2 separate regions of the Sus scrofa genome follow, and region 1 is linked to region 2. A link is a contact called in public HiChIP or PLAC-seq data. All regions are on one chromosome and are shown on one strand. The core of a region is the stretch at or near the end of the contact, and the rest is flanking DNA. Distances in the headings are between cores, read along the strand shown.

The links. HiChIP or PLAC-seq counts read pairs in DNA pulled down with a chosen protein or histone mark.
Region 1: a contact with region 2 is called in an H3K27ac HiChIP or PLAC-seq map of alveolar macrophages. The contact joins the promoter of RFTN1 here to the promoter of DPH3 in region 2. A contact is called at or near these places in 2 of 47 Hi-C or Micro-C datasets (heart right ventricle and skeletal muscle) and 2 of 2 datasets of contacts at active chromatin or transcription factors (alveolar macrophages and skeletal muscle).

What each region holds. Positions count from the first base shown.
Region 1 is chr13:3,672,788-3,677,285 of Sscrofa11.1, reverse strand. It overlaps RFTN1 (raftlin), which reads left to right and starts at 2,214. Exons shown (of 10, transcript XM_021071357.1): 1 at 2,214-2,525.
Region 2 is chr13:3,393,416-3,397,858 of Sscrofa11.1, reverse strand. It overlaps DPH3 (diphthamide biosynthesis 3), which reads left to right and starts at 2,003. Exons shown (of 3, transcript NM_001243616.1): 1 at 2,003-2,236; 2 at 2,760-2,834; 3 at 3,796-4,443. The coding sequence starts at 2,129. The coding sequence ends at 3,861. It overlaps OXNAD1 (oxidoreductase NAD-binding domain-containing protein 1), which reads right to left and starts at 1,973. Exons shown (of 8, transcript XM_001925300.5): 1 at 1,688-1,973. The coding sequence starts at 1,958.

The sequences.
Region 1 (4,498 bases), core at 965-3,464, 280 kb before region 2:
AAAAGCTGCCGCCCTAGGACATTCTAACAGATGACATTGTGAGGTTGCCAAGGTAACCAGGATATAGTTCCAGCATCTTTGGGGTTGATGCTGGGTAGGCAAGGTCAGTTAGAGGTGAGGTCCAGGTGCCCAGGGTGTATCCCCTGGCTGGCCGGTCCATGGCAGTCAAGTGGAAAAATGAAGGTTGACCTCTACAAAACACAAATGAACCCACCCTTGTCTCTTCATTGGCTATTCCAGGTGAAGGAGAATCAGAATACTCCAGATAGTGTGTAGGTTACACAGAGCCAGTAAAGATCTGGATAAGATTGATTCACCCATTCATTCCATATATGTCTACATATGTTTACTAAACACCTACTATGTACCAGGTAGGAGGCATCAGATTATCTAGAGGGAAAGGTTGGCAGGTCTAGAAAACTCTTAAAAAAAAAAAAAAAAAATGCAGATCCAAGCAGGAAAGAAAGACATTTATGACATTTACACACCGTTAGTACTCAGGAAAGTGTTGCGTGGAAAAAAATGAAAACAATCAGAATAACTTATTAACCCCAAGGACCTGGTGTTAAAAAAAAAAATGATGTGCAAAAATTGCATTGCTTAAAAGAAATCAACCTCCTCCCCCAAACACACCAAGTTATGCTGCATCCCTCCCCTGCTTCTCTTTATCTTCTTTTAAATACTCTGTGTTTACTTTTGAACTTCTGGGTAAAACCTTTAAATGTTATTTCCTTTCTCCCATGTAAGGATCAGAAAGAGTTCAGATGGGCCCTGCCTTGCAATGACTCAAGAACTTGGGCATATGAATAACAAACATTCCTTCTTTTGGCCTCCTAAGTGGGTGTTCAAAACCACCACTGGGCACCACTGGACACTTGTACAACTTATCCACATATAATATTGTCTGAATCTGAACTTGGTCTGTCATCTGATCTTGTTTTCTCCTAGATGGTAAAGCCAAGCAGGGGAGAGAGTGAGAGAGACTAGAGGGGCTGGTGGTGAGCGATACCAGCAGGCAGCGAAGTGGGAATGGAAAGGGGCAAAAACCAGAAACAAAATGGCAGTGGAGGAGGGGGAAGGCACACAGAATTGGGATGGCTACAGAGAAGGCAAACTAGGAAGAAAATATCTCAGAAGCTGTGGTTAGAGGAAGTCCTGAAAACGAAATAGTGCTTCTTTACCCCTGGGGAGTGTTATTAGTATCAGAATGACATCATTAAAGCACCGTTGGGGCCTCCATCCTGTGGGCTCCAATGCCTAAGGGCCCCTCTTTGCCCAACCAGAAAATGTAGATAATCAGATTATGTCCCCTGTCTTGTTTCAGTCTCCTTATAATAATATTAATAACAATAATAACAAGGATAAGAGCTACGTTATAGGGTGCTTTCCTAAACACTTTACACATAGAACCCATGAGAAAGTGCTATTTAAGAAAGGAAGAAACAGGCCCAGAGCAGTTAAGTCACTTGCCCAAGTCACACAAAGTAAATATGGATGGAGGCCAGCAGGCCCAACCAGATGATTTGGCTCTAGGGCTCCCGCTATTAACCCTTACACTGTAATTTTACTTTGTCTAAAAAGCTCCAAGAAGAAAGATTTCTATAATGGGCTCACTGCCTCACATCTTTGATTCACTAACGTGGGCCTGGCCTGGCGTTTTTATTTATTTAATTGCCTCCTCAGGCAGCCTCAAGTTGCAGGCTAAGACGGTTCCCCAGATCTTCTCAAAACTTCTGGGCACCTGAAGTAACTGGGCTAGGGTGTGGCACGGGGGACAGTGGCATGATCCCACTCCCTAAGCACAATCTCTTAAGAAATAACGCATATGCCTGGGGATGGGCCCACCTGTGGCATGAGGAGGAACGGTCCTCTCTTCTCTGTGGTCCTCCCAGCCCCCAAACGAGCACCTTCGGTGGCAGTCGCCCTCCAGTATCCAGCTCCAAATTTGAGGGTTCCCAGCCCCACGCGCGTTCTTGACGCACGCAACCTAGGTTAAAACGGGTTGGGACGGTGGGCGGGTGAACCTCTGACCTCTGCGAGGAGGGGCAACTAGGGTCGCCGGCAGCGGGGAGCGCACAGGTTGCGGGCTGCGTGGAGGCGACGGAGCGGCGAGTGGAGGGGGCGCGGGGCCCGCTCGTCGCTCCCGCGGCTGCTGTTAGGGGCCGCGCGGCTCCCCAGAAGATGCGGCGCAGCATATTTTGCACATGAGTTCAGAGGAAGAGGAAGTGTAGCCGGCGGACGCGCGGCGGCGACGGGGGCGCGTCGGGGCTGGAGCCGGAGCGCGCCGGGCTCAGGGCGCAGCGAGCGGGAGCGCGGCGGCCGCGGGCTCCGCGGAGGGACGGGCGCACAGATCGCAGGAGGGACAGACCCAAGAGCACGCCTCGCAGCCGGCCACGTTCCCACCCCCTGGCGCCCACGCCTTCTCCGCACCGCCTCCTCTATATGGCACAAACTTTCCTCCCGGGACGGAACACGCTGTCTTCGGGAGCCCGCGCCCGCGCCTTCTTCTCGCCTGGTCCAGAACGGTAGGTGGACGCCTGCCGAACTCGGGGTGGAGGAAGGACCCGGCGGACGGGGCGAGGGGGGAGCCGGTGGGCGCCTCCTTGGAGGTTGCCCGGGCTGGGCATGCTTCTCGGGCGTCGGGGCTGCCACCCCTGTTCCCCGCACCTTTGGCCGGGATTGGATGGGGTCGGGCCGGATCCGTGGGACGCGGCGGTATTGGGCCAACTTTTTTTGGGTGGGGGGGGGCGCGGAATCCTCCCTGGCGCGCTATGGAGAGAGGCACCCCAGAGCAGTCTGTTGAGGGCCGTGGGCTCCGCATGCTCGGGGCGCCGAGGAAGGAAGCCGAGGGGGCTACAGGTGGGTCTAGGACACTGCTGCACGAGGTCCTCGGCAAAGATCAGGCGGGAGCTGGCCGCGGAGTCCGGGTTGCTGAGGGCGCGAGGCCGGGGTGGGCTGGGGCGGGGCGGGGCGGAGACGGCTCCTGCTGCCGTTGTGCGTGCGCCCTGGGAGGTGCGTTTGTTCCCGGTTCCCCGGACAGGGGTGCTGGACCGGCGGGAGCAGACGTGCCGCGCGTTTAGAGGAAGCGCCAGGGCCACGGGAGGCTCAGAGACTTGGGGCGCAGGGTGTGTGTGGGTCCCAGCACTAAAAACGGGCATCTCTCCTTCTGTGAGAGGGTTTCTTCTCTCGTCCTCACCTATTTCCTAGGCTAAGGGAAGCCAGCGTGGACCTGGGTCAGGGAGGGGTGGTGGTGGCGTTTATTTCAGGAAGCCCCGTGATCAGGCATGCACACCCCCTTCCTGGGTCAGGGCTCATGCCCTTCACCTGGTGTGGCGCTGTCTTTGGCAATGAGAACGGCTTGGAGGCCAAGGTGCTGTACCCAGGCATGCTGCTGCCTCCCTGTTGCTTGCACTTGGCTGCCCAATGTGCTAGTGGGTGGTCCCCAGGGACGCTGGATGGTGTCAGCGAGTTTGTTAGGGGCTTTAAAAACAAACAAAAAGTATTAAAAAAAAAAAAAAAAAGTCTGGCACCAATCCCTATATTTGAGTGGCTGCCCTGTTTCCAGCAACAGTCCCTTGTTGTAATTGGTACAGCTGTTTTCAGATGCTGGGCGCAGTCAGGCGAGGCTTCTTCCAGCCCCTGCCATCGTGTGTCATCTCAGGATAAGTGAGGCCCTGCCAGGAAGGAAGGCAGGCGTAATGTGAGCAACCTTTAGGTCTGTGGGTAGGGCTTGCTCTGCACTCCACATGTCCCTGGTCTGGAATTCCCAATTTGTACCTCTGAACAGCTGAATTCCCTACCAAGTTCAAATGACCCCAGATGTCACCAGGCTCCACAGGGGGGTTTAGCGACAAGCTGTTTGGGGCTCTTTGGTGCGTGTGTTCTAACCTCAGTGAAATCACTTTAACCTCAGAGGGAGCTCTGCATCCTCTTTTGCCTTCAGTGGGGTTTCTGGCCTGAGAGCTGGGACGTCATCCTCTGGCTGCGTTTGTATAACAAGTTGCTGGGTTGGTTTTTCTTTGTTTGTCTTTTGGCTACATGGATGTGGTGCACATGGAAGTGGGCTCTTGTGCAGTAGCTGATAGATTTGGTGCAGGAACTGAAAGAGAATAAATTGGGAATACAAGTCAGTGAGTTCTTTTTCTCCCTCTTGAGCAGGAATTTTTGGCTTGCATTCAAATCATTGCTTTGTCTATAGGGAAACAGGCAGAAAATCTTTGGCATGAGTGATGTAAGTTCCTGTAAAGCTACTTGTATTCTTCCAGTCTTAACTTTTTAACAGAATTGAAATTATGTGGGCTCATGACTTGGTAGTCATGAATGTCTTGCTAAATTTCTAAGGAGGTGGGCTAGGGAGTGGGCGCTGTGACTCTTTCCCCCACCCATCTTGTTTTAAAAAATATAGATAAAGTTGCAAGAACAATGACCACCCAAATACCAGTATCTAGCTAATTTTACAATATTGGCTTTATTATACATCTGTTCATTTATTTGTTCC
Region 2 (4,443 bases), core at 754-3,253:
GTGGGTTAATGATCTGGCATTGTCAATGCAGCAGACCAGTTGCTGCTGTGGCACAGGTTGGATCCCTGGCCCAGGAACCTCCACATGCCACAGGCTCAGCAAAAACAAACGAGCAAGTGCTAAAAAAAAAAAAAAAAAAAAAAAAAAAAAAAAAAAAAAAGTCACCTTTATTTTGCAGGTACTTATGCCAAAAGTAGTAAAGAACTAAAGATGGTTCCCAACCTCAAAATGATCACTGGGATGGGACTACAGAACTGACACTGGACACTCTCCTGTCTTCTCTCCAAGAGATGACCTGGGAAATACCCGTGTCTACAAAGATACAGGGAGCAGCCTCTGAGCTACATAGGCTTTGCTGGAATTTTTCCTTTGCTCACAACAGAATCATCCCAGTTAAACTTCAACAAGCTTAACAAATGTTTAACAAATGTTTCCTAACTGCTATGCAGATTTCCAATTAGGCAAAATGGAATGTTTGTGAGGCCTCTGAAATAATCTATGAACCCCTTTAATGTCACTTCTAAATCTTCTCCCAAAGAGTCCTCTGCCTTTAGGTTTTCAAGCCTTAAAAGGCCTAAACCAGGTGGAACTTTAGGGTGCACAAAACTGATAACTTCATGCAAACATTTGAGTGTGTATACATAAATAAGCATAGGGCTGTGGACATATGTATTATGCATATGTATCATTTAAATACAAACTAAACATGACAGAAGTGACTGCTGAACCAAGTAAAAGTTGTAATTTCCATGCAAAAGTAGAATGTTAGATCTGAAAAGAATCTTGTAAATCATCTCTAATTCAACCTTTTTCTGTCAGATGAGGAAGCAAGGCCCAAAGAACGTAAATATCCAGCTCCCAGAGCTAGATTATCTTATGTTTCTCAGCATTTCTTCTTTCACTGCATTCTGTCTCTACCACGATTTGAATAAATGCCTACCAACGGAGTAATACCCAGGAAACCCCGTTTGACACCAACAGGAACAAGCACTGCTCCAAAGACAAATGACCTTTCAACTGCACTCCGCTTCAAGGTATACAAAGACCACAAGATAATAACTACGCATGTTGATGCCATTTCTTTCGCAGAAAGAAACTCTGGTTCATATAAGAAATTTGTTCCTAGGCTTTGGGGACATACAGGCTCTTCATTTCCTAGGTATGTGATCTTAGTCGAGATACTTGACTTTCTGTATCTCAGTTTAAAGATTAATTATACGGAATAACATCTAAACTCCCAGGGTTGACGGAAGAATTACAATTAGCGCAACACTTGACTGTAGTTAAGAATCTTACGTGCTCGGCAAAGAGGACTCAACCTGCCTAACAGATCCTGCTTGGTCCTTTCGCCCAAATTACAGCATCTGAAGATAATCTGGGGTGAGGAAGAGGCGGGATGTACCTGAACAGCCGAGTGCAGCCGAAACTACAAACTACGCGTCGCTCTGAGCTCAAGGTCACTCAGTGAATCAAAACTCCAAGGGAGCTTTTCGTCCGCCACTGGGGCGGCAGGGACAGAGGTCCAAGAGGCTGAGCTGTTCCCGCCGCCGCCTCAGACGCAGCAAACCACGCCCGCTTTTCCCTAGCAGCGCCGAGGGCCGGGTGCAGGCCACCTAGGCCGGCCGCGGCCTTGCTCGGGGTCTGGTTAAGGTCTAAGGTGCGCGAAGTGAAGCCGCACTTTCCATACCCGCGTAGTAAGCAAGTTCCACTCCGCTCCCGCTTTTGCCGCGGGGACTCAGTTCTAACTCCCGGGCCAAGTTCCCCTCCCCCGGCTCCGCAGAGCTTCCTGTGTCCCGGACGTGACGCAGCAGCCGCACGAGCGAGTCCCACATTTCATTGGTCGCTGCCGTCCTCTGGGTGGAGCGGTGCGGGACCTCACAGAGCAGAGAGAGCCGGTAACTCAAGTCTCCGCCCCCTAGCTCAGCCATCTCCAAGGTGATCGCTACCCGGTCACCCATTTGGCCTCAAGCCCATAGTTACGTCATTGTTTATGCGCCGGAAACGGTCATTCCTGCGCCGGGGAAGGGGGCGGTGACGACGCCGGCTGGGCCGGCGCCGGAGAAGTTGGGACCGGCCCCGGCCTGGGTCGGACAGCGGAGGTGACAGACTTCTGCTCGTCCCATTGACGATGGCGGTGTTTCACGACGAAGTGGAGATCGAGGACTTCCAATATGACGAGGACTCCGAGACGTACTTCTACCCCTGCCCGTGTGGGGATAACTTCTGCATCACCAAGGTAGCTACAGAATCCAGCCCGGCAATTCGGAGCAGGCGCGCTTTCCCTTTGCCGCGTTTCTGCCATAGATCCGCGCGGCTTATAGTTACCCACGTCCTTCTTTATTCGTTTTTGAATTCCCCCGAAGTTGATGACTCTGCGCTATCAGTGGGCACAAGTTCTGGCTTAGTCGGCCCCCGGTGGTGGGAGGGTAGGGTGTGGATGGCGAGGGGCATCAGTCTTCTCGCTATCCACTTAAGGATCCACTTCTGGGATACTCCTTTGGAGGAAGAGACGTGTTTTTGTCTTCCTAAGGGTTTTGAGGCCACTGAACCTTGACTCACCCTCCTAGGTATTTCCGCCAAATGACACTTCCAGGGAAGAGTGGGGCTGGTCTTTCTCTTGGAAGGTGTTTTGGTTCTCACATGCTTTGTGGGGAGGCCAACCTCAAAGGAGCTTGCCCATAGAGGTGGGAGGTTTGGGGGAAGGAGGAGGTCACCAAGGGAAGACTATGCTGACCATACGATGTTTGATTTTGTTGTAGGAAGATTTGGAGAATGGGGAAGACGTGGCAACGTGCCCTAGCTGCTCACTCATTATTAGAGTGATTTATGACAAAGTAAGGGGTCAAATTTTAAAAGGTGGGAGGAGGGTTGCAAAGACCTAGAGCAGTCTGCCTGTGATACGTCAGCGCAGGAGAATGTTTTCTAATAGTGTGTTATTGGGGAAGTTCCTATTGTGGCTCTGCAGAAGTGATCCCGACTGGGATCCATGAGGATGTGGGTTGATCCTTGGCCTTGTTCGGTGGGTTAAGGATCCAGCGTTGCCATGAGCTGTGGTATGGGTTGCAGACAGCCTAGAAACTGCATTGCTGTGGCTGTTGTGTAGGCAGCTGTAGCTCCAATTCAACCCTGAGCCTGGGAATTTCCATATGCCGGGGCTGGGGCCCTAAAAAGAAAAGGAAAAAAAAAAAAAAAAAGAAAACCTAATAGTGTGTTATGTAAATGCTGTGTTTTTAAAACAAATATTAAAAACCATTAATAAGGGAGTTGCTGTTGTGGGTTACGGCTGACTAGTATCCATGAGGATGTGGGTTTGATCCCTGGCATGGATCAGTGGGTTAAGGATAGGGCTTTGAAGTGAGCTGTGGTGTAGGTCGCAGATGCGGCTCAGATCCTGAGTTGCTGTGGTTGTGACTCTGATTTGACCCCTAGCCTGGGAACGTACATATGCAGCAAGTGCTGCCCTCAAAACCAAAAACAAACAGGAAAAAAACATTAATAAGCAGCTATATTGTAAATTAAAGTTTTAAAAACTCAAATTCGTTAACTCATTTTGCTTTGGGGAAGGCAATAAAGAAGGCTGCTCTGTATCTGGTGAATATTAGTGATTACTTATTAAGTAGAGATGATGATTCTGGTGCTGAGATTGACTCATTGAATGAGGATGAAGTGGTAAAGGAATGGAAAAACTTACGTTTAATAGAGCTGAATTGAATCTGTAACAAAATAAATGTTTGCTATTGATGCATCTGTGACACAGACATTTGGTGATGAATGTAATTTCTTGTTCCGCCTTAGGATCAGTTTACTTGTGGAGAGACAGTCCCAGCCCCTTCCACCAACAAAGAACTAGTTAAATGCTAAAGAAGACTTCAGGACTTCAAAGCCTGAACTTTTGGGAATGAGCCAAGGTGGAAGAATCAAATGCAGAGTCACTGGCTTCTTCATGTGGACCATCATTTTGTAGTTTGCTGTTCATTAGCGTGTGGATTCTTTCCATTGGCGGCTGGGTTCATCTCCAATTGAAGAAGCAGGTTCACCACATGACATACCCAGGTTTTGTGCTTAGAACTTTAAAATTGGAAGTGTTCTTAATTTTCCATCCACACTTAAAAGAAGATAATTTCAAATCAGTGCTTTCTTTCCCTCAGTTTTGTTGCTTTTATGACTTACACCTAATTTCATTATCTGACAACAGCATTATCTACCTTAAAGTCATTAAGATGCTTTAATTTAAAAAAGGGATTTTATGTTTTAGTTGGTCATTAAGATTATTAAAACTAGCCATTTCTTTAATTTCACATCATCTTTGCTGTTCTAAACTGAAGGAAATTAGTTGCCTCTTGTCAGTCAGGATTGCACCTTCAGTTGGCCATGCCAGTCTTCCAGAGCTAGCAGTTAGTCAAATGTTTATGTTCTGTTAAGCATGCCATTTCCGTTATACAA